Linked DNA regions of Gossypium hirsutum: region 2 is linked to region 1. A link is a contact called in public Hi-C data. All regions are on one chromosome and are shown on one strand. The core of a region is the stretch at or near the end of the contact, and the rest is flanking DNA. Distances in the headings are between cores, read along the strand shown.

Region 1 (6,159 bases), core at 2,557-5,056:
CGAATAAATAAATAAATCCCACGAAAAGTTTCACAAACTTTATTAGTTTCACAGCTCAAATTAACCTGAAAACTTTATAAAGTACATCAAATCTTTCTTCCCTTTCAGTCTCTCCCTGCTTTCCTTAGAGAATCTCTTTAGATTAGATGGCAGATGTTAATAGATTATCAGCATTACCGTTTCGTTCTTCTTCAGCTTCGTTGCTGACATCCTTTGCATCCACCTTGAACTCTCGACAACTGGGTCTTCCACCCAATTTTAATCCAGAAAGGAAAAGCTGTTCTTTGTCTTCTTCTTCTCCTTCGGTTGCCGGTGTTTCTAGCCTTCCTTCGACTTCCAGGAAACAATTGCTGTCTTTCAAGGTAAAGGGATTTGCTTTTTTGTTCTGGGTTTTTTTTTGGTTTTATTTCTATTCATCAGTCAAATTATGAGTACCCATTTGTTTGTTTTTGCATTTTTTGTATGAAAATTAGGAGACTGATGCATCGTTTCCCTCATTTGAGTTTTGCCTTCTGTTTTTTTTTTGTATGAGAACCTATTCGTTTTGATTCTATTGGTCATAGAAGCTTTATTTTGAATTTGGATCTTGTTCTTTTATTTATTTATTTCTTGCTTACCACTGTTCTTTAATGAGTTTGGGCTAATCTATTGTCCCTTTCTCTAGGCTATTATAGATTAACAAACTCTATGCTCTACTGCAACTACAATTTTCAGCTTAGGGCTTGTGTACAGACTACAGAGCGCCTAAACTTTCTTACAATGATTTCTTTGAATCCTGTCTCAACTGGATCAAGGCATAGAGTTTTGTTTACCAGTTCTCATCTGTGCCATATTACATGCCTTAAGATCTATCAGCTTACTGATGCTTATACACCTGGTTTTTGTGGGTCACTAAGTTGGGAGTTTTCTAAATTCATTTCATCATCCCTGTGTATTATTCTATTTATTGTCAGTTCCTTTTTTACCAGAACATGGTTTCGGGATGATGTTATTTTCTGGCACATTAACTTGGTAGTGATCAGTATCTACCATTTTATGGGGGTAAGTATGTTGAATTCCGAAGTTCTGTGGTGAAATCTCTTGCAATTTTAGTTACACAGTTTCACTTGATTTGGACTTCTTATCACTTATGGCTGATAGCATTCACTTATTTATTGTTATTATGAATTGCATGAGGGTAAAACATGTTAAAAGATTTAAGCACGAAAACTTCTCCAGCATTTATGGCTTCTTCTCGTCATTCATGGCTGATAGCATTAACTTGTGGTGACTTGAGTCAGTCTTACTGCTAATTATGTATGAAATGTTGTCCTGCACTGGACTTTACTGGATTTCTTGATACTATTTGGAGAAACTATTGATTTGTGTCCTACAGATGAGATTTAGAACCATTAACCAAGTTTCTTATTGCAGGTTCATGCAACTATCACTGAAACAAACCAGCCGAAATGGTGGGAAAGGAATGCAGGACCAAATATGATTGACATTCACTCCACTCAAGAGTTTTTGAGTGCCTTAAGTGAAGCTGGAGACAGATTAGTAATTGTTGAATTTTATGGAACTTGGTGTGCTTCTTGCAAAGCTCTATTTCCTAAGGTAACTAATGCCTTTCTTGACCTCTATTCAGGTTTTGTAATACTTGAATGTTCAAAATCAACTTTTAGTCCCTATTAATTCTATTTGATTTTTGCGTTGGAAGTGCTTTAGGTATATCTTGTATAAATATAGTGTTATTCTTATTCCAATAAAATGATGAAAAATAGATAATGACTCTGAGTTGCCAAGTGGATCTTGGTTATGCTGAGTTTCACCTGGTCTTGGCAATTTATACAGAAGTTGACATTTGTTAAGGTGGTCTAGATGACATGATGATCAGTGGAGGGTTCAGTTGTTCTCCGATATAACGGCCATCCTTCTTTATCAGGAAATATTGGCACAGGGTCTTTCTATATGAAATGAAAATATGCAATCAAAAAGCTTACTGGAGCAGCATAAAGCCTTCGATGAAATTCATAATCTCTTAGTGTGAGATATCCATGAAATGCAATGGATCTTCAGATTAAATAACTGGAAAAGAGGGGGCATGTGGGGTGGGAGCACGCTTTCCAGCAACTACTACTTGTTGAGACTAATATAATTTAGTCATTTCCATGTAACCAAATAATAAAACTGATGCTTGCACTATCTACTCATCTTGTTTGACAGAGCAAAAGTTTTTCAGTTCACTGCATGCATCTACTCAAGAATGCATCTGATAACAGTTTCTCAAATCAGGCTAATAGCTGTGCTCTTTAAGTAATTAATGTTTGAAGCATTTAATGTTATCCACTTTTTGAAATAGCTGATGTTGTTTCTGAACTATGGCAACTTTTTCCTGATGTTGCCTTTTGATGAATCTGGCAGCTCTGCAGGACAGCCCAAGAAAACCCTGAAATTTTGTTCCTCAAAGTCAATTTTGATGAGAATAAGTCTATGTGTAAAAGTTTGAATGTGAAGGTGCTTCCTTATTTCCACTTCTACCGTGGTGCACATGGTCAACTGGAATCATTTTCTTGTTCGCTAGCCAAGGTTTGTATTTTATCCCCTCCGAGCCCATGGTCATGTTTGCACTTGTATAAGTTAACTGTTCTCCACTTGGCTGCTGGGAAATGGAATAGAAAGGGGAAAAAAAAAGAAGTTAGCCATAGAATAATCATAGGAAAATTTAGCCCAACATTAGAGCACTGTCCTTGAAAAAGAGGTTGATGCATTGAAATCTGGTTCTAGAGTACATTGCTTGCTCGACCATAGGTGCACCATCAGAAGAATCTTTCAGCATACTGTAACTTGCTTGAAATGCTGCATGTTAGAATAATGATTCCTTTTTTCCCTCTTTTTGGTGCTGGTTATTTGGTTAAGTGAATAGGAAGAGAAATATTCAAGGTGGAAGGACAACGTACTAGAAGACTCTTCTTTATGCATATTTAGGCTTCTGACTTGCATGTATAGACGACCAATTTTCTTATGCAACTGCATCATTTAAAGAAATATTCAAAATAAAATGATTAGCTACTTTTCCTTATCATCTGCAGTTTCAGAAAATAAAGGATGCTATCCAAACTCACAGACAACCGCATTGCAACATTGGTCCGTCAAAGGCAGTCGGAGACCTGAATCTCGAATCCGTATCTGCACCAATTGAGAAGCCAGCTGTGTCAACCCAAACAAGCGATTCGTTATAAAGCATGTGTCTCCATATGTGCATTTCCATGTATATTGCACATCCAGTCGACACTCATTTTCAGCTTATCTTAATAGTATTCCTGTATATTGGCATTTTTCTGTGTAAAAGAATACTCAAGTAGAAATTCGTAGCTTTGCAGCATTCTTTTCGTAGCTTTGCAGCATTCTTTCTCATTCTTATTCTGCCTGTTATATATGTAACCTCCAAATTCAAGTGGAAATCAAATTCCCATGTTTCTGAAATCTGAACCATCCTTACCTTTTTTTCCCCCGAACTCTATCCGTACAATATAAGAAATTCGATGTCTTAAAATGGTATGTATGCGGCTTTCACAAAGTAGATCAAACCTAGCAGCCATTGTAATGAAATGATGAAACCGTGGACCTTGGAAACAATAGATGACGAGTAAGATATCCACGTAAACCCAATCTGAATCACTAATATTAAGATAAGACATCAAAGTATGGAGACTACACCCACAACTGATCAGACGGTTGTCAATGCCCCACGTGGCTGATATCATATCCCAGGTAGCATCATATAAAAGTACAAACCTATATATACGATGAGGTGACGTCAAACATGGCAATCCTCGGACTTCAACTGCAACAAAGGTTTCCCGTCTTGACTGCTGTTTGTTATTCTCGCTTAATTTCCGCTACAATTCATGCTCCGGCTGTTGCTTCTGTCTCTAGTCTTTCGTGTAAGCTAAAAAAATGGAACAATGGTGGTAGGCTGCCACGTAGACTGGTGGTAGGCTTAGGAGCTTCATTTTGGGCTCAGTACATGAACATGGCCGGCAATAGCAAATCTTTTATTGCTTCTGCAAGGCTAAAGGGTGCTGTTGAACAGGTTTATTTTCCAATTGATTATTATTTCTTCTTTCTTCCATTTGGTTCCTGGGTTTTTTTTCATTAATAGCTTGTGGGTTATTTCAATTTTATAGGCAATTTATAAGCTTTTGAAAATGGGTTTGTATCAAAATGGAAGAAAAGAACCTCCTAACTCATTAGTTGATGCTTGATCATAATAAAGATTAAGTTCATTGGATTGTATAGTTGATCAATTCTTGGCCTGTAATAAAAGAAAATTTTGCACTTCATTTATTTATTATTCTTCATGAAAATTGTATAAGTGGGTAGGCAACAAATCTTATTGCCCTTTAGTTCTTCAGTTCAGCACCAAAGGGTTAAAAGGTATATACTTTGATATGAAACAATTGCGTTGGATTCACTGAGAATGAACTTAATCATGCATACAAGTTCTTAAATCAGAGATGATTTTGAGCTGAGTTCCCGAACCTCAATTAGGTCCTGCAATGCAATTGGTAGTAGTGAATGGTTTCACGCGCGCGCATTCACAAGTAAAAACAGCTAATCTATGAATCGAAGTGCTTGGTGGAGTTTAATAGCCTCTTCTGTTTCTTGCTTTTCAGTTCATGTATGCTTTTAGTTACTTTCTGGAGTTCTCATCATTCCACCATTGTCCTAATTCTATAGTTCACCAAATCTCCTTGCTTGGCTTCATAGGCATTGCAGAATGCGGAATGGCCAAAGCAGTTCCCCTTCAAGGACGAGGATTTCCAACGCTTCGATGAGTAAATAATCCAAACTACATCTTGCTGTTTAAATTGAACTCTTATGTTAAATTTCGTCTTTCCTTGAGGTTATTCATCTCATTTTGTTCCTGCTTTGGTTATTCCTTGCATTAATATCCTTGTTGCTGCTTTGTACTGACCATCTTCTTGATGATTTATTCACATTTGGGATTGCTGGTCGGAATTTGGAGAAGTAAATTTTCAAGCATCTTTCATCAGTTATAGAAGAATGAGAGTTGCGAAAGTGCGAGATGTTAGGCAAAACTCTTTGTTCTAACTTAAACAAAGTAACAAGATTAAAACACAAGTCTGTGGAATCTATTATTTCTCAAAGACTGGGGGCTTTTTGTTTCAATCAAGCAGTCCAAACTTGTTACCTGTATCTCATATAATTTCCCTCTAGATTTTGCCATATAAAATAGGAAAAAAGAAGTTGATTAGTACCGCTAAACAAACAGGAAAGCTCTCAGCACTCCATAACTCATCCTATATTATACTGATTAAAGGATTTAATGCTTCAGCGAGTGGTTCAATCTAGCAGATATCATTTAGCTGAAAGTTTACACTTTGCTTCAACAATTTCCAAGTTTTATTCTCAACGTTAAGCATATTGATGAGTTTCATATTTTCATAGCTTTAATTCACCTTTCAGAACATCAGATTCGATGTTCTATGAAGCGCCACGCTTTGTTACGCATATTGATGATGCAGCCATTGCTGCACTTACTAAATACTACTCAGAGGTTTTCCCTCCCAGCAATACTCCTGGAGTGAGCATCTTGGATATGTGCAGTAGTTGGGTAAGACATTCTTAGTGTTGAGATCACCCTCTTTCTCTATCACATTCTCATGATGCTGTTCTCGGTTTTATGTTTAGGTCAGTCATTTTCCAAAAGGATACAAGCAAGAACGGGTAGTTGGAATGGGTATGAATGAGGAAGAGCTTAAGCGGAACCCTGTGAGTTCAACATTTCTTCTCACTTTTTTACTGGTTGGATTATAAGCTGGTCATCAAAATGCTGCTATACAAGGGTGATTTTAGCAACAACTTGAATGATATAGTTACTTCAATCTATTAATGAGTTCTACTAAAATAATAGTATTAAGTTCTAGAAATCATTATCTGTGTGAGTTCATGAGTACAACTGAAGTATGACACTGCAGCTGTTCATGACATTATTACCTTAAATAATTGTCTTTGTAGGTTCTAACAGAATATGTTGTGCAAGACTTAAATTTGAAACCTAAGCTTCCCTTTGAAGATAATTCCTTTGATGTCATTACCAATGTGGTGGGTGTTTTTTCTCCTCTCGTCCATAACTCCTTTCCTTTTGCATTA
Region 2 (6,159 bases), core at 1,973-4,472, 210 kb before region 1:
GCACAGAATTTGGTCTGACCTAGTAGATCTTTTGAGTTGGAAATTATGACATTTGAGGATTTTGTATGATTTTTGTAAAAATTTATTCCTCATTGGTTAGCAAACCTTCTCATTCTTTCGACTTTTTATATAGGGACAAAGTCGTCGACTTCCATTGGAATGCATCTGATCCATGGACTGTTGTTAGTGTATCTGATGACTGTGATAGCACTGGTGGAGGAGGGACATTACAGGTATCATCAGTTAATTTCTAGTTTCCCCTGTAGTTTTTTCATGTTGGAAAATACATTTCTTTTTTATCTTGAGATTGATTCAAATGAGCACTGCGAAGGTAGATATAAACATATATAAGTCGGGCAAAGCCCAAGGGCTTTACCTGGCATGCATATTATGGGAAACAATTATAAATTGTGACAAATGCATTAAAACTAGAATGATGATATGCAGATATGGCGGATGAGTGATCTGATCTACAGGCCAGAGGAGGAGGTTTTGGCAGAGCTGGAGAAATTCAAGTCCCATGTCATTTCATGCGCCTCAAAGCCATGAAGGATGAAGGCGCCCCAACATATTTCCAGATTGACTTGTAACAAATCTATGTAGATGCCTCAGTAGGTGACATGTAGATTTTCAGACATTGAATATTGGTAAGTGTTAGACTCTGATTACAACATTGTTGAAGACGAGTCAGTGTGGTTTGGAGGATAAAAATTATGACTCAAATCAACTAAACTCTATGATGGGAGGCAGAAGGTTCTCATTGTTTCCTCCTTTTTGATTCGGTGGTCTTGTCTTGTGCTTTGAAGATAGAACAGTTAATGTGGATTGTGTGTGGGTAAAAACTTAATTGCGTCATGAACAGTAATTATTACCTAAAATTCAACAAGCTGTCTTACTTCATTTATTCTTCATGAGTTTCTTACTATTTAGGTGGGCCCTCCTACCAAAACCAATAAATAATTAAATTAAATTTCAATTCCCAGGTGTCAAAAGGTGCCTGCAGGATTGGAAAGCTAAATTAGTTTTTTTATATAATTAATATTTTAATCATGACGTTTAACTTGTTAAACCAGTGAAAATCCTTCCCTAACAAAGATAAATTTAATTATAGATATTTATGTAATTTAGTTTAAGAAATTTATTTCAAATAGAACACCAAATAACCTTAATTTTTTTTATAGAAAAAAGCACACTTCAAATAATTTCTTTATTTTTAAAAACCTAATAAAATTATATATTATTAATTATATTTAAACTTTAAAAAAAATCACCCTGGGTGTGAAAAATATTGTTATATATAATATCTTTCATGCATGTCATTCATTTATTTGAGTGATGACTGACATATAAATTTAAGGACTAATAAATATTAATAAAATCATTCGCAGCTCAAGTGATGATTTTTTAAGTTGGTTTTTTTTAAAAGAGATTATTATTTCATTCCGGGATGATGCAATCTGGAGAAAAAAAAAACCCATGTTATAGGTGGTAAAGTATAAAGTCTAGCAAATGAACACTATGGCATATTAGTAATTGGCTCTATCATAATTCAAGTACTACGTATTTAGAGTGATTGTAATTATTTAATTCAATAAGAAATTCAGCCCCGAATGATCCAAAATAATGGGAAAAAGTTGACAAAATAACTAAACATCTACCAAATTAGAGAGGACGGTAACAAAATCATCCCTAAAATTACTTGCAAAAGTAAAACTAAAAAACATACTACAAGAGCAGACAAAAAATTCTAAAAATGAATACCCGTTAAACAAGAAAAACAAAAAAATATATAAAATTTAAAACAACATAAGTCTAAATCAACAAAGATATCAACAAAATAGATATATAATATGAAAAGAGAACAGACAAATGAAAAGAATGAGAAGAAAAAAAAGAAAAATTGAGTTAATGAGGAAGAAAAAGACTGGTATAACTAACTCGAAAGCTGGCACCATTGGTAACCAAAACAAAAGAAAAAAAGTACAACCTTGAAAAATTTTAGTTTTTTTAAAGTAACTTGTTTTGTTTTAATGTAAAAAAATTGCTTTTTTCTTTTATAGAAGGTACTAAAACTGAAAAAGAAAAAGAAGAAAGAAAGAGAAGGGATGTTAATTTTTACTTTTCGACAGATTTTTGAGATCTCGAGATGCCTGTCCCGTTAGGAAAGAAATTAAATGCTGAAAAGAAAAGAGAAATTGCCACAAAAAAGTGAAAGTTGCTTTTGTCAAACCCCTTTTATCTTTCTAATTTTCCCCTCAAATTTGATATAATTTTATAAAGGTTAAAATGCGCTGTAAAAATTAGGAATTAATTCATTTTTTTATTTCATAATTTTTTTATTTTAAAATTTTAAAATTCAAGTCTAATTATAAAACATTGTTAATATTTTTTTAAATTAATGTTAACTTTTTAATTATATAATTATTAAGTGAATATTTTTTTATTTGAAAAATATCACAACAATGAATTTAACAAAAAAAAATAGTGTTAAGAGTTGAAATTGAATTCTAAAATTTTAAAGATATAAAAACTAAATTTGATGAAATATAAAAAAAATCTAAATTTTTATTTTTAAAAAGTATAGGACTTGTGACATATTTTAACCGTGTTATATTTTTATAATAGAAAGAAGCATACGTTTTATTCTAATAGGATTATATTTAGGGTTTTAATGTAGACTAGAGGTGTGCATGGGTAGGGCCGGGCTCAACTAAAATTTTAGGCCCGTTTACTAGGCTTGGCCCCTGCCTGGCCCGAAAAATGGGCCTAAAATTTTTCCCGAGCTCGGCTTAGATAAAAATGTTAAAACCTGAGCCCGACTCGGCCTGCCCATATTAATTTTTATATTATTTTAAAAAATATATAATACATCAAAAATACTAAAAACATCAAAATAAATATTTCCCAACAAATTGAAAATAAATTTTAAAAATATGTATACTTAAATAATACTAAGTTAGATGCAACTTAACAAACAAATGCCTCTAAATAATAACAAAATTAACAATAAAATAAGTTTTATACAATATCTAAACAGTAACAACAAAATAGTAGTAACATAATAGTAAAATGGTAGCAAACTAGGGAGAAAACAATAAGAAAATAATATTAAAAAACAAAAAAATTTGTCCTTTAATGAATTCGAGCCTGGTCCGGGCCAAAAATACCTTACCCAATGCTCGACCTATTTTTTAAACGAGCCTTTTTTTGTCTAAGCCCATTTTTTGGCCTATATTTTTATTTTAAACTTTCTCACATTTCTAATGGACCTTCAGGCTGGACTGGATGACCCGACTCATGAATAGGTCTATTGTGGACTAATAATTTTTGAGAGTCAAGTAATTTCTACAAATAAAAAGGGTATAGTTGTAATTTTACAAGTCATAAAAGCCATGGGAGTACCAAAAATATTGACAAGTATTTATTTAGGGCTCCTCCATTGAAGGGTTTTCCCGCCATTTTTCTGCATAGGCTCTTCTGCCACGTAAGCACAAGCCCTCCACGCGGCACTCGCTTTTCGGCACATGGAGTCCCAGTCTCCCCGTCAAAAGATGATCAGCCACGTCATTTAAGAGATTTTAAAACCATCGAATCAGACGGCTGGCATTAAATGCATCAGCCATTAAATCAAAATCAACTTTCCGTATCATTTCCTTTACACGTCGTTATATATATAAGGTCTTCGTGGTTTACCATTTTTATCATTCGTTTTTTCTCTTTGAAGAAAAAAAAATATTAGCATGGAGGAAGAGGAGGGAAGGAAAGCGGAAACCGACGACGTCACCGGCGCCGAGTCTCCGGAGTTTAAACGGCAGAGAGATGCGGGAGTAGCTGAGTTAAGCGATGAAGTTATGGGGTGGTTATCGGTGGAAGGTAGCGAGGCTGACTCGATGAGCGAGTTGTTGAAGCTTCTGGACGACTCAGCGGAAACGACCATGTCAGCGTCATTGTACACGTATTCTCCGGCGTCGTACGGAATGAGGGTTAGGTTCAGCGACAATCCGTATTCGTCGGCGTTGATATTTCAGTCGTCGTCTTCGTACATCACCATCAACGGCAACGAAGAGAGCTGCGGGTCGTCGTTTTCGGAGTCGGAGTCGAGCGTGATGGCCAGCGTGGACATGGGTGGGATTGTAAGGTCGAAGGTGAAGGGTTTGGAAGGAATAAGGGAGTGGTTGGAAGCGGAGGAGGGTGGGGCGTGGGGGCGGAAACGAGGAAGAGGCGCGTGGGTGGGTGGTGGAGTCGGAATGGAGATGGGCATGGGACGAAGAGCAGCTGACGAAGTTGCTGGAGGAGGAGTGAGTGCCCTTTTTGAAATTTGTGAGTAAACGTGAACAGTTATGGCCACATTTGTTAATAGTGGAAATTGAAGAGTAGATTAGAGAAATAGGGTTTTAGAGAATTAATTAGACGGCATGCAGATAGAGATATGTGGCATCATAATCATTAGGGGTAAAGTAGTAGTGGTGGGAAAAAGATAAGAAGGGGATTTTCCATCAAGTGTGAGGGCCAGATTTAATAAAAAGCACGAGTTACGTGATTTTCAAGTAATTTCAAAACGTGATTGATTAATTGAACAAACACTGGTCCTTATCTCTATCCTTTCCTTTTGCTTTGCAAAGAGTATTATATTATGTAACTCCACAGTCAATATCCCTCTTTTGTCTCATGGATATCACTCAAACAACCTTCTGTGATCAACTCCTGAATTTAGTTTTTGTTCTTTAAAGAAAACCCCAAGAGCTTAAAAAAATAAACAGAAAGCCCAATCCTAAGCTCAAAAAACCAACCCACAGAAACTCTAGCTATCAGCTCTACCATCCCCAACGCCATGCCCACCGCTAAAAGTCTGGAAACACGCCGGAGACACCACCGCGCAAAAGAGGAGCCAAGGCCAAACACGCCCTCAGTAAGTGATCATGTCGTTGTGTGACATTTCCCAATCCACTCGTTGCCACCCATTGCCCCATCCCTGTCATCAAATTTGCCTACTGATCATCATTATCAACCGCCACTTCTAATCAGTGTGCCAATGGTTAATCATTCTCTACCTCCTAATTACTACCTAATTTACAACTCTTTCTGATTACCACACATCTACTCTACTTAATAGGTCAAAGATGAAACTGCAACATTATGAATACCAGAAGAGACTGTAAAATGCTATTTAAAATTTGAAAAATGCTTGGATTTTTACTTTTTTCCATTTATTTTTACAAAGAGAATCAATCCCATGTATGCTATATAAACTGAATTCCGGGAAACTAGAATAATCCTAGATTCTTTTACAAACCGATCCCATATATGCTTTCTCTGTGCTGTATCAGACAATCAATGGCTTTCTCTATGCACATAAATCATATCATCTTTGCAGTGAGCGATACCTTGAAAGCTCACAGAGATGGTAAGGAAGTATCTATGTACTGAATATGAACTAGTCTAGGCTTCTTTAATGTATCACTCTATTTAGACTTCTTCATTTGCATGCAGCTTCAACTGATAGCTTCTTCCTGCTACCTGGACATGGATCTCCTCCGAATACTTCGGGAGCCACGGTTACCGAACACGATTGTTTTCCGATGCAATTCTGCAAACAGACCATGTTAATTACAGTGAAAACTAGTAAAAATTTCAAGATCTTTCATAGGTTTAGGCATACCTTTTGGAATGCGCCATAGGACTTGTGGGCATGGCAGCTTCCTTCACGGAAGTTTCCACAACTCCCCTCAGGCATTCCATAGCTAGCAAAGTTTATTTTAGAAATTTTCTGGCCAGGAGGACACCACAAATGGGCTTTCGGTCTACTGATTCTTCCTGCGATTAGCATTCCCCGTTTCTTCATTGTTGGCTGCCCTTCAAATATATCAGCACATACACTTGCTGTTGTTCTTTTAGCCAAAGCAATCCCGTTGGGATCACCTCCCCATTCTTCATACACCACCAAAAAGTTTCCACTTGGCTTCAGCCATGAACGTGGTACATGGTACCTGCAACCCAAAACTCAGTTACGAATGTTCGAATCGGATCCAACAAATAATAACCAAAAACGGAGTAGTTCCTCACCATCTTTGAGAAGGCTCTCCGCAGTTAGTTCGGCATTTCTGGTCACTATAAGTTCCGGCATAATCACAAGCATAGCAATTTCCATGGGCTATATAG

What was found. Hi-C and Micro-C count contacts between places; a contact is called where the count stands out from the background.
Region 2: a Hi-C map of leaf shows a contact between it and region 1, with 1.8 times the contacts expected there. The contact joins the promoter of LOC107901114 here to the promoter of LOC107901122 in region 1. A contact is called at or near these places in 3 of 34 Hi-C or Micro-C datasets (hypocotyl and leaf).

The regions. Positions count from the first base shown.
Region 1 is chrD06:13,152,029-13,158,187 of Gossypium_hirsutum_v2.1, reverse strand. It overlaps LOC107901122, which reads left to right and starts at 3,806. Exons shown (of 7, transcript XM_041095717.1): 1 at 3,806-4,075; 2 at 4,753-4,820; 3 at 5,473-5,620; 4 at 5,698-5,778. The coding sequence starts at 3,806. It overlaps LOC107901123 (thioredoxin-like 2, chloroplastic), which reads left to right. Exons shown (of 4, transcript XM_016827003.2): 1 at 1-362; 2 at 1,414-1,596; 3 at 2,404-2,568; 4 at 3,072-3,465. The coding sequence starts at 147. The coding sequence ends at 3,221.
Region 2 is chrD06:13,364,925-13,371,083 of Gossypium_hirsutum_v2.1, reverse strand. LOC107901114 reads left to right here and starts at 3,222. Exons shown (of 1, transcript XM_016826991.2): 1 at 3,222-4,599. The coding sequence starts at 3,741. The coding sequence ends at 4,328. LOC107901113 (beta-galactosidase) reads right to left here. Exons shown (of 18, transcript XM_016826990.2): 16 at 6,064-6,159; 17 at 5,660-5,987; 18 at 5,162-5,587. The coding sequence ends at 5,477. It overlaps LOC107901112 (WD-40 repeat-containing protein MSI4), which reads left to right. Exons shown (of 16, transcript XM_041095721.1): 15 at 134-233; 16 at 448-904. The coding sequence ends at 549.